Regions from separate parts of the Mus musculus genome. Here region 1 is linked to region 2. A link is a contact called in public promoter capture Hi-C data. All regions are on one chromosome and are shown on one strand. Each heading gives the region's core, a stretch centred on a gene start, on an enhancer-like site or on the middle of the called end of the contact. The rest is flanking DNA. Distances are from core to core; before and after follow the strand shown.

What was found. Promoter capture Hi-C pulls out the DNA fragments that hold promoters and counts their contacts.
Region 1: a contact with region 2 is called in a promoter capture Hi-C map of second pharyngeal arch cranial neural crest, with 12 times the contacts expected there. The contact joins the enhancer-like site here to the promoter of Megf9 in region 2. A contact is called at or near these places in 7 of 39 promoter capture datasets (cranial neural crest, frontonasal cranial neural crest, hippocampal neurons and 3 more) and 4 of 115 datasets of contacts at active chromatin or transcription factors (astrocytes, embryonic forebrain, embryonic limb bud and 1 more).

Annotation. Positions count from the first base shown.
Region 1 is chr4:73,039,800-73,045,886 of GRCm38.p6, forward strand. No RefSeq gene overlaps it. Among named protein-coding and RNA genes, the nearest start is that of Gm25769, 72 kb to the right of the region's middle. Within about 2 kb of position 1,607, at least 2 of the 459 cell types and tissues checked have an H3K27ac peak or open chromatin away from gene starts, as enhancers often do. A contact at or near this core is called in second pharyngeal arch cranial neural crest, where this site is marked.
Region 2 is chr4:70,530,454-70,536,509 of GRCm38.p6, forward strand. Megf9 (multiple EGF-like-domains 9) reads right to left here and starts at 4,475. Exons shown (of 6, transcript NM_172694.2): 1 at 3,775-4,475. The coding sequence starts at 4,369.

The DNA.
Region 1 (6,087 bases), core at 357-2,856, 2.5 Mb after region 2:
TGAAGGATCAGGGATAGTTACAAAACAGACACTTCAGATAGTGGCATTGATTTCTCTTTCTTAACTATTCATGAAATCTGCTGTTAGCTTATTTCAAAATTTAATGCCATGAGTATATGCTTTCTATTCACTCAGAATTTATTGGGATTTTCAAAAACAAAAACAAACAAACAAAAAAACCCAAACATATTTTTCCATTTTATACTAACTTCCAGAAATCTCAGAATTGTAATACTGAAGTCTTTGTCTTAAGCTTTATCAGACATCACCTACCTTTTTAATCTACATTTTTTCATATTAAAAAGGCAGTATTACTGTAGGACTATTTGGCCAGATTTGCTAAGCCTTTCTGGATTGGAAGCTTTGCATGCATATTTGACTCTAGCTATTTTACTAATATGGCTCATTGAGTAACATTAATGCCAAGTCTACTTTTATCTATCTGTACCTGAGCTGGCCATAGGTCTATGTCCCCAAACCAGGTGTGTAGATAATTTTCATGAAATACTTTTAAAAATTAATTTTCTTTCTGAATATTAGCATACCCTCTGTGGTAGTTGATCTTGGTTGTCAAGGTGACACATTTGGGGAAAAGGAAGCACAATTGAAGGATTAGCTCAATCAGCTTGGCCTCTGGGCCTATCTTTTGAGAATTTATTGGTTGTTAGTTGATGCACGAGAGCCCAGCCCAGTATGGTCCATCTTTACAGCATAGGCTTATAGTTGATTGTAAGGTTGGAAGCATGCCTGTAAACAGTTTTTCTGTACTGTCTCCCTTCAGGTTCCTGTCTTCAGTACTTGTTCTTGCCTTCTCTCAGGCTTGTAGATACCTGAAAGAAGGTAAAGACATAAAGACCCAGCCTACAATTCCAGCTTCCACCAAGCAGACTGAACGTTTCTCTATCTCCAGCTCTTTTAGCTGTCCAGTGACAGCAGGGCCTCTTGCAACTTACAATCTTCCTTGAGTACTAACTAGAGCTGCAATTTCCTAAGTTTTATTTTGTTTGTTTGTTTCCTACTATGTATTCGAGTTTCCAAATCAGCCATTTCAAAGTGTCATATCCATTTGATACCTAGCTAGTTTGAGAAGCCACTGGCCAAGAAAACTTTAGTTCCCTCTGGAAAACAGCACACATATAATGTAAAACTGTGTGTCACAGTTAAAATGAACATCAAGAACAGAAAAACACCACAGAGTTCTGTTTGTACCTCCTCACTATGATATGAACTGGGTTGTAGTGATCTTCCAAAGACTCAATGGAGGTAGAACACTTTATAGTTGCCAATATTTTGGTTTATGCCGTGTGGTTGCTACATCAATGAGTTATTCATTCATAAACTCTTCATTGGTATCCTTCCCTTGCCTGAGTCATACCTTCAGCTGGCTTCATGAAATTGGGATTACATGCTAAAATGCAGTATGTCCAACTAAATTTGAATTTCATGTGTTTTAAAAATAACCCTTTTAGTATATATACAGCACATTGCATACGATGTAACCTATACTCAAAATATTTCTTCATTTTAAATGTTAACAGAATGTCTGTGTTTCATTTGCTCAGTTTCTGAACCCTACTTATGACTTCCTTCCAAGTATTCTGCTTATATTCATATCCTTGCCTAAGGTCTGCTTCTGGTGATTCTAAACTAAGAATGTCAGCAGCTACCCAGAAGGGACTGACTTTGAAGAAAGGACTCAGAAAACAAACTTCAGAAGCAGACTCTTACTGCAGCATCGAAACAAGAATAAAATTATAATGGGATATTACTCTACTTCTGGCTAGAAAGTAAATACAAGAAAAAAATCAACAAAGCCAGCCTTATTTTCCTTACATTTTCCCCTCACAAAATTCCAGCACATTTTCCTCATTTGTTTGGGCTGTAACCCCATCAGAAAGACACCTGTTTTCAATCACCTTTATTAAACTTGATGCCAAGAGTCATTAGTACAGTTATGCTGTAATAATATTCTATTCATTCTGTCACCAAATGCTTCAAATGCCTACAGTGGAAAGTTTTCTGTGCTTCACAAAACAATGTTGCTGGGTCCAAAACGGAAGTCTACAATATCATATTGTTCTTGATCTACCATATCATTCTTTTGAGTACATCAATACTAGGTGTCACAAATTCATTGTTGTTAATAAAATTTGAAACTCTTCTCTTCAGACTTTCTTTCTCTTCCTTCCTTCCTTCCTTCCTTCCTTCCTTCCTTCCTTCCTTCCTTCCTTCCTTCCTTCCTCTCTCTCTCTCTCTTTCTTTCTTTCTTTCTTTCTCTCTCTCTCTCTCCTTATCCTTCCTTCCTTCCTTCCTTCCTTCCTTCCTTCCTTCCTTCCTTCTTTTGTTCTTTCTTTCTTTCCTTCCATTTATTTATTTATTTATCCATTTATTTATTTATTTAGTACTGAGTGTTAGGATATGAATATGCCATACAACACATGTGGATGACAGAGGAAAATTTCTGATTTCTGGGAGTCTTTTGCTTCTATCATGTGGATCTTGGGGACTGAATTTTAAGTCGTCAAACTTGTCAGCAAATGCCTTTATCTGCTGACAAACCTTGCCTGTCACAAGTTATCATGTTTTTAAGGAGCTTACTTAAAATTCCAGTAGTTTCTTTTTTGACATCACTCTTTAAGCATAAGTAGAAATTCTGTGTGAGAAATACATTATCAATCTGCCCAATAACATTGTCAATATTTTCCAGGATGTTTGTTAAACGCAGAATTCTTAATTCTCTAATTCTATGTCTTTATTTCCTCTAAGCCTTGCTGAAAGTATGATTTTATATTTTACTGGGGGAAAAATAAGCCTTTACAGCATGTACATCTGCCTAACATGTACAATAATCCTGTTATCTAGAAGTTCAGTACTAGAAGTTCAACTGCCTCATATGGAATGAATGTTGTAGTTTGGTATCAATGGGAAGCTATGCTCCACTCCAGAGTAAAATTATATTACATATGAGACAAAACTACTAGCTTATGGACTTGAGATCTCCTCTGAATATCGAGATGATGATTTCCTTAGCAATGCTCACTTAAGCATTCATGTGGTTGTTACTTTAATGTTATCTCATCAGTAGATACTGCCACCCTGTGGTGACATATGAAGACCTGAATTTATCCAGGAAAATGCTTGTGAAGTTTGCTTTGTAAGAAAGAATTCTCACCTTCGTTACAATTACAACTTCCTTTATACTTCCACCTTGAGCTCTGTGATGTCAAATTATCATTTAAGTATCAATTAAATGATACTTACAAGTCAAAATACTCAGCCTCATCTTGAAAAGTCAGTTATTGTCAACACTGAAATGAAATCTGTAAGCACTGGCTAACTGAGATAATAGCTACCAAGGAATAAAAGTGCCTTTTGTTAAATGTCTTTCTGCAGTGAATACAAAACCAAGCAGAGACTGGAGCTAGGTAACATCTTGGCAATGAGTCATTCTCCAAAAATGAACACATAGATCCAACCAGAAAGAGGAACCTGAAGGGAAAAAATGCTATTTTTTTTTAAATGAAGGGCTTGTGACTTTGCAAGTGTCACTATATTGAAACCTCATAAAATGGAATCTGTACCAGTCTGAGAAGAAGAATTCTCTGAATATGTTCTCTTTTCATTCTTTGAACATAGCTATCTTCATTTGTTTGGATGTCATAGTTCTGATTTGCATTCAGTGCTTTTTTGTGTGGCATTAAGTAATGTAATAAAACCTTAACAAAAATACTCAAGTGGGTATAATAAACATCCAGAAAGCCATACAGAGATGATATAACTCACCTTATTCCAAAGCCAGTGTTGCTCTTATAATATAAATCAGACTCAGAATCATGGGTCTATATGATGTCCTATACAAACAAAAAAATTCATCCATCCATCCATACATACATACATATATACATACATACATACAAACACAGGCCACAAATGTTTACCAATATGCAACTCAAGACATGGGAAACTTCATATAATTCTATTTCACCATCTCTTATTCTTGATTTACGTAATTGTGTTTATAATATTTTTACTAAGTCCATGACTTATTTCATGAGCTATCACAGAAGTAAAGCATCCTCTTAAGTGATAGAAAGCCTTTCATCTATTTAGCCTCCTGTAATTTAGTTTAATTATTACTTTTACCCCACTGTTAAAAATTTGTAACTTATTTAGTGTTTAGTCTGTGCTTAGCTGAAATAAGAAGAGTGGTGAAACAGTGAAAAAATTCAGGCAATATAAGACTTTATCATTCTATGGGGTAAGCTAGTTAGGGGCTTGTAGAATTCAACAGTCCACTTTCTCCATGCAATTTTATTATATTACTTACAATTAATATATAAACAAACAGGTGCTGTCATGGCATACTCATACATAAATTTAAACTATGATTCACGAACAGAAATTTATTTTTTCTGGAAACTTGCCCCTGTACAATGATTGTGAAGGTAGAAGCCTGCACAGTGCTAATGTCTTTGAACTGCACCACAGAACCCTTCATTTTGTACCTTCCTAGGAGTCTGGAAAGAATTACATTGAATAAAAAGATTCACTAGCATCTCCCAAGATCTTAGTGAATTCTCATGCAAACCACTTACTACTGTTTGTAAAACTTCCTAGAGGATTCCTAGATTATCAGCCAACAGCTGATGTGTCATCTTTCTTAAGCCTTGGCACCAGGTCCACAAAGTTTTTATCTGAGGACCTTCTCAGTTGAGCAAGTTCCAGATAAAGTTACTGATTGATGAAAGCTTTCATCAACCTTTGCAGCCATTGCCGACCAAAATACTGCAGGGCCTGTGTAATTTGTTTTCATTTACAAAGGTAGAGAGGCTTTGAATTTAAAAATGGAACGTTTTCTTCTTGTGCCAAAATGCAAACAACTTAACATCCACTTCCCATCTAGTCATTTTACTAGTTCAAAAGAGTTTCTTTGAATCTTATCTGTATTATATTTCCTGCTGATTGGCAGTGCTCCTGCTTCAGCTGCAAAGCCATAACTGTGCTGGCTCCAATTTTAACAGGAAATAAATAACAAAGAAAACCGGGAAATAAATGTAATGAGTGTTTACAGGGTGGTGAAAACTATACTTTTTCTTGCAGAGTTGGTGCTGCTATGGTGATTTATGCCTGGGAAGTCTTTCATGCAAACATACAACAAAAGCTTCCGATTATTTTGTCAACAACAGAAGTAGTTCCCCCAACCTCCAAATATCCTCTCTACTGGTTTGTGTGAGTCCACATTTTTGCTGCTCAGATTTTCTTGAGCCTAGGAGGAGGTTTGGTTAGATAAAGCAATTTGTTACAAAAACAAAATGTCCTGAGAATCCATAGAGCATGATTTCAAGGCCAGAGAAAAGAATTTAGAGAGACCACAGGAGCTCAGAAGCACTTTGAAGATTCCAAGACAATTTATAGTCTGTTAACAGAAAAAGATGCATTTGGAGTCTGCTATTTAAACTTCAGAAGCCGCTTTAACACATTAGAGGCCTACAGGTGATTAGAAAAAGAGAGGCAGCTTTATAAATGCTTATCAGAAAATCATATTTATAAAACTTGCCCTGCCTAACATCAGACTTTAAACAGATTAATAGTTTTTAATAGTCTTGGATTCCATTATACAAACATGCAAGACATGGAACTTTTTTCTTTTTAAAAAATAAAACACCACAGATGATGCACAATGTACACCAAAGGTCTCATTTAACCGCACTTCTTTGAAGGTTCTCTGTGCTCTACCCTTCCTTGCCCCAGTCTCTTACACTCCCCACACTCTACTCCTCCTGAGTAATATATTCTAAAGCTTCTGTTTAACTGGGTTGGACAAATGTATAGACAAGATCTTCCTTATCCCTTACTAAGTACCCTGACTTATGGAACCAGTACTATGACTAATCAATTGTTATCTAATTGTTGGAGGTTTTTTTGGTTTTTTTTTATAGACAAAACATAGTAATGAGATTTCAATGTTATTAATTGGCATCAGTATATAGAGGTTATATATGTAAGATATGCACAGCAGAATATTACATTAAGTGATATAACTCAGGCTAAGAAAAAGGGCATTGTGTATTCTTTCTCATAACTTCT
Region 2 (6,056 bases), core at 3,225-5,724:
TGGAGTACAATTTGAGCTCTAACAAGCATCTGAATTTAACATAATCAATCTGAAGAGCATGGAAAATTTCAGATATTTTAGAAAAATCACAAACACTTTTAAGTCCAGATAAAAGAAGATTTATCTAACACGTATCTTTTAAATGCATAAGTTAAAATAGTTAGATATCTTGATGTATTCAGTGAGTCAACCACACAATTTTGCTGCCAATAAACCAAAAAAAAAAAAAATGCTGTGCTTAGGGGACTAATTACAAAATCAGTATTGTACCCAGAAAGAACAAGGTAACCGCTCTCTCTGCTATGAGCTATGCTGGAGTATATCTAGACTATTGGGTTCAGCTCTGCTCTGTGTTCTAGGGAAGTTACAGAAAGCTGAAAAGGTTCAGAATAGAGGTGACCAGGATAGTGAAGAAATATGAAGCCATGTGAAAGAAAGACGAATTGAAGAAGCAAAGCTATTATTTGTACTCAAGAGTACAACTACACCCCTCAAATCGGAAGACGTGCACAGTGAAAACAGACTTGGACATGTTTTCAAAGGCCACAATCCATCTAGTCAAATGTTAGCTAAGGCAGAGACTTTTACCTAAGCCTATAGAAGTATTTCTTAAAATGTAGAGTTATGCTGGGCTTTAGTGGGTTCTAGGATCCTAATTAGTCCATGTAAAACAAACACGAAAGCATTTGTCACTAGCTCAGGGCCTTACTGCTGATTATAACTCTCCAGTAAGATCACAGCTTTTCCATCCACCCTTTATCCAACCAATCAGTATAGTGTTATACCAGGTTTGTGAGAGAAAAGTGCTTGCTGGGTAACTAGTTTCAGTTTGTAGATCAGTGTCCTGTGTAAACAATGGGATCCCAACTGACTGGTAGTAAGAGCTTTCAGCTAAATCTCTAGGAAGGAATTTTTTTACTGATTCCTATAGCAGTTTAAAAGACCTTCCCAATCAAAAGATATATTAGACGGTAACCAGTTCTCATAGAAATGTTGAAATAAAATTCTACAACCATCTTGCCCAATGGCAGGAAATCCAGCTTTGCAAGCCAAATCAGCTCTTTCAAATTCATATAGAAGTTTTTCCTCTGCTGAAGAGCTATACTTACTATCTAAAGTATATTGGAGTCCATGCGATAATTAAAAAGTCACCTTGAATATATCACTGTAAGGCTAAAATTGAATACCAGTAGGCCACAAAGTCAGTCAAGCTACTGAGAACTAAACACAGACAATTCTGTAAATGAATTCACAGAAGACTCTAAGTGACACACTATTTACACAAAGGTGAATGACCTCAATTTGATATCCTGAAGTGTTTGCTACAGAAAGACAGCCATATAGAAATTATGGCCTATAGAAATTATGAAAAACAGTTCAAATGGTAAATATCCATGAACCCAGTTTGGTTTCACTTAAAATTGATTTAAATTCTAAGTGCTGATTTGGTATCAAACTATCAGAGAATATAATAAATACATGATGAATTCTCTGTGCTTTTCAAAGCAATATATATATATATATATATATATATGGAACTGTTAAATGAATTAATAACAAACTGGTTAAACAAGTCCACTTTCTCTGTCCATATTTACAATGAAAAATACTATTGGAAGGAATACAGGCAGAACCAAGGTACTTACATGAAAAAAATTTTTTAAAAATTAAAAATTATGTTACATAGTTAAGTGACTATATCAAGATGGAAATATATATATATATATTTCCATTTTAATTTTACAAATTACTAACTAGTTAAGTTTTGATGGTGATTATTCATATTAAACAAGTTTCTACCCCTGAGCCCTAAAGCTTATTTGAAAATACAACTGTGTTGATATATGCCCAGAAAGAAAACTTTTAAGATGGAACAAACTGCTATGAGGAGTAACCTCTAGGTCCACTAGGAACCAGAACTAGAGAGCAGTGGAGGAATGACTGTTGTCATTTTCTTTTAGGTTTCTGATTATCTTTTTTGGCAATAAGGATTATCTTTGTGTTCTTAAAATGTCAAAAGTGAAATGACATTAACTGTATGTTTATCAGATACTATCAAAAGGAAGCAATTGCTAGTTAAATATTATGTGCTTAAAACTCCAGACATTCTAACTCATCCTTTTTCTATTTACTAAAACAAGGTATAGAAGTCACAAATCCCCACTTGGCTTCTCCATATTTTTCGAATCAGAAAACAGAGCTGGTCATAAATAAAACACAACACACAGGTGCTTATCAAGCACAGGAACTATTCTAAGCACTAGTTAGGTATACATTGACTTAGTGAATTTTCTTCTCTCTTCTCCTAACCTCTCTCTACTGTTTTTCTTTCTTTCTTGAGTCTTGCCATTCACTCCAGGTTGTATTAAATGTATTATGTAGCCTAGGCTGGCTTTGAACTCCTGATCCTCTTGTATTTGCTTCCTCAGTACATGTGTAGTATACACACTCAGTCCATTCTACATAATTTGCACAGCAAACCTATAAGGACTATGATAACCTGCATCTGAAGGTTGAAGAAAGTAAGATCACAAGAACCTGTCCATACTTATGTTGACAAAGGGGGGCAATAAGATGGAATTCAAACCTAAAAATGGACTCGAGAGTCTAGACTTAGGTACTAGTCTAACTTTTAGTAATATGTCAATCTCTCTTTATAAAAAGCTAAAAAGCATGAAAGGTTTAAAAACTAGCTAGTTAGTACATTCCTTGAAGCTAAAAGAGATCCAAATGTGGCTTTTGGGGGTGAATAATCTGCATTCCTACTTGTGCCTTTGCCAAGCTCCAACATACGATTCAAGGCTTAACCATCTGGGAAAATCTTCTACCAACTCAATTATAGTCCAAACTTCATACCTGACTCCACAGTAAACCACTGAGCCTAAGAATTAGGTCAACAATCAGATCAAGCTAGACAAGTAAGTGCTCTGGGCAAATCTCCACCCCAATGCAAAGCAAAAGATCTCAGAAAACTTGCTGAATTTCTTAAAGACGTAGGCCTTATTGGTTGAGTTCCTGGCCTATTTAAGATGCAAAAGGGTGAAAGAACAGCAGTTGTATCTTAACTTTGCTTGAACACTTTCACCAGCAGAAGAGCTGCATTTCCTATTGTGAGTTCAAACAGAAATTGGCATGTCAGCATCAGCAGTAATGAACATCCTACTTTAAAAAGGGGCAAAGATGGGCATCCCTGCTCAAATGGCATTTGCTCAATTACTGACCTTGGAACTGAGACAGAATGAAGTGGTGCAAGGAAGGGATTTAACCTAATTTATAAACTTGCTCAACCTAGATACACACCTGTCCCAAATGACCTATAAAATCTACTTATTTGCAGAGAAAACACGGACTACAATGCCGTTTCTGTTTGTAAGCAAACTACATTGTTCATCTGGGGGAATCCCGTAAAGGTTTTTACCTGCGCATTGATAAAGCACCATCCTAGCTTTCAAACTTTCCCCCAAATATCCCAGGTAGGGTGGCCTTCTGGGCGGATCCAATACAAAAGTTTGTGTCCATTCTGGGACTCTGACAAAGGCCAGAAAACCCTGTTTTAGGAAGAGACCCTAAGCCTTCCATATAGCAGCAGCTCCCTCTGGATGGAGCATGGCACCAGGTTGGGGGACAAAAGACTTTCTAGATTTGGAGGGATTGGGGGTTTACTTTAACTGGAGCTCGGATCTTCCCTTGGGAAGCTCTTGGGCAAGAAGCGGCCAGGGTGACGAGGCCGGTGTGTAAATAGGCAGTGCCTGGGGGAAGGTCCAGAGGACTCACCTGGGGGAGGAGAAGTAGGGGCTTCGGTGACAGGTGCGGTGGGCGGGACTCCGCTACTGTTGCTGCTTCTGTCCGGGGACTCGGCAGTTGGGGTCCCTGGAGTGCTGGAAGCCTGAGCGGTGGTGACTACAGAGGTGGTCGGCGGCTGGCCAACTGTGCTCGCAAGGGTGGTGGGCGCGGGTCTGGAGGGTGGTGATTCCGTGGTGGGAGTGTGTCCGTCCTCCGAAGGGGTGGCGGGCGAGAGGTCCAGAGCCGGGAAGGGGGTGGCAGCGGGTTGTGCGCTGGTGCGAAGAGGAGGAATGATCTCCGGGGAGCCGGCTGACGGGGTTGTAGCCCCGGTTTTGCGGACTGTGGTGCGCGGGGGACCGGTCCGCGGGGCCTGCGCGGTGGGAGCCGCGGTCTTAGGGAAGGGGCTGCTGGCTTGGTCCCGAAGCCCCGGGCTGGGCGACGGGACCACCTGCCCCTCGGCCCCGCCGCCACCGGTGACATTCCCTGCCGAGGCTGTGGAAGCGGCTGCGGCGGCCGCGCAGCACAACAGGGCGAGGCCGCCCAGGCTCGGCAGGCTCCTCATGGCGCGCTCGGCTCCGCCATTCATTCATTCATCCAGTCGATCGGTCAGTCATCTTCTCCTCCCTGCCGTCCGACCAAGGAAAGCGTTGCCGCCGCTGCCGCCACCAAGAGCACCATCGCCACCTCCCTCTGACAGGCGGCCGGCCCCGCGGGCGGGCCTCAACGCGGAGGGAGCGACTGGGCGGAGCGCGCACTGCCCGCCCTCCTCGATAGGCAGCGAAGCCTGGCCAATCGGAAGCCGCGTTGGCCCACGTGATCCGCCCGCTCCCCGGCCTCTTTGTAACGGCGCAGACCAATCAGAGGACTCCAAGGGAAGAGGGCGGGACGTCGGGAGGCGCGAGAGGTGTTGGAGCCGGCTGGGTTCGCTGCGGCTCCGGCTTTGTCTACCCACAGAGCGGGGCGCGGGCCTTGGGCATCCAACGCCGCCGAGCAGACAAAGGACGCGGCCCGCGCGGCAGATTCCAGGCCAAATCATCTGTTCCACTGGGCTGCGAGCTGGACCCGGGGCGGGGAGTCCCCTGTGGACAGCGTCTCCACCCTTCTGAACAATGGGGGCGCCGGAACCGCACCCGGACTCGGGCGGGGGCTGGGTTACATCCCCGCGACGGGCGAGGGTGGTGGCAGCTAATATATTAGATGGAGCTCGGCTCTCACTCTGTTGCTCAAGACAGCCGGCCTTGGCCCTGCGGTATCAACACTGTCAACCCCATTTCAGAGATGGGGAAATTAAAGCTCTTGCTGATGGCTTCAGCAAGCCAACTTCTGTGCCCCCACTAAGCACCTGCTGATGGCATGGGCCTGCACTAAGCCAGATGGGACGGCCTGGAGCCCCATCCTGAGCACAAGAGGGTGTGGAGGAGACAAACTGGCATGCACAGTTTATGCTCAGAACCTCGGAAAGAATAGAATATGACCAGGTTGAATTTCAGCTCCTTGTCTCTCTTGCTGAGTGGTTTTGTGGCTCAAGCAGTTTTCTTAACCACGTAAATGGTGAGATGAGAGGGCACACCCCATCCCCCTCACAGAGTTGTGAAAATGAAATCATGTACTTGAAGGGTTTAACCCAATGCTTGGCCCACGGTTGTAAACCGTCATTAATGCTAACCACTTGGGGTTGCACTATGTCAGGACAAGCCTAAGGTTGGAAAGCAGCCCGCATTGCCTCTGAGTCCCCAGAGATTCCTGCCTGTTGCCTGCATTGGGGTTGGGCTGATAACAGAGCTTGACCCTGGATGACATTAAACTCTGGAGGAAGTTGGAAATCAGGCAGGCAAACTTGCACCATCACCCAGGATCCAGCGCTGCGGGACATGGTAGCCTCAGCTGAGCAACTTTTAGGTGCAATCTGGCAGGACAAGTTTGTCATCTGATGGCTTAATTCCATCCCAACAGCCTCACTGTAAACCCAGTCGTGGCCTCTCCTAGGATGCTTGCCTTTGTGCATGATTTCCCATTAGTCATTCTCCTCTAACCAGACAGGCAGGATGAGATTTGTGTGTGAACTCCTGTGTGTTAACAAAAGCATGCATTTATTTGCCTGAGTGAGTAGTGGGTGGGGAGAGGATATGTTGGAGCTTGTGTATGAAAGCATAAACACATTTGTAAGTCTCTCTGTGAAGATTGTATGTGTGAGTCTGCAAATATAAGAACTTGTATTTTCATGTGATATGTTTAAGATATTAATGCATGCACACTGGTGTGTGTTTTGTGTG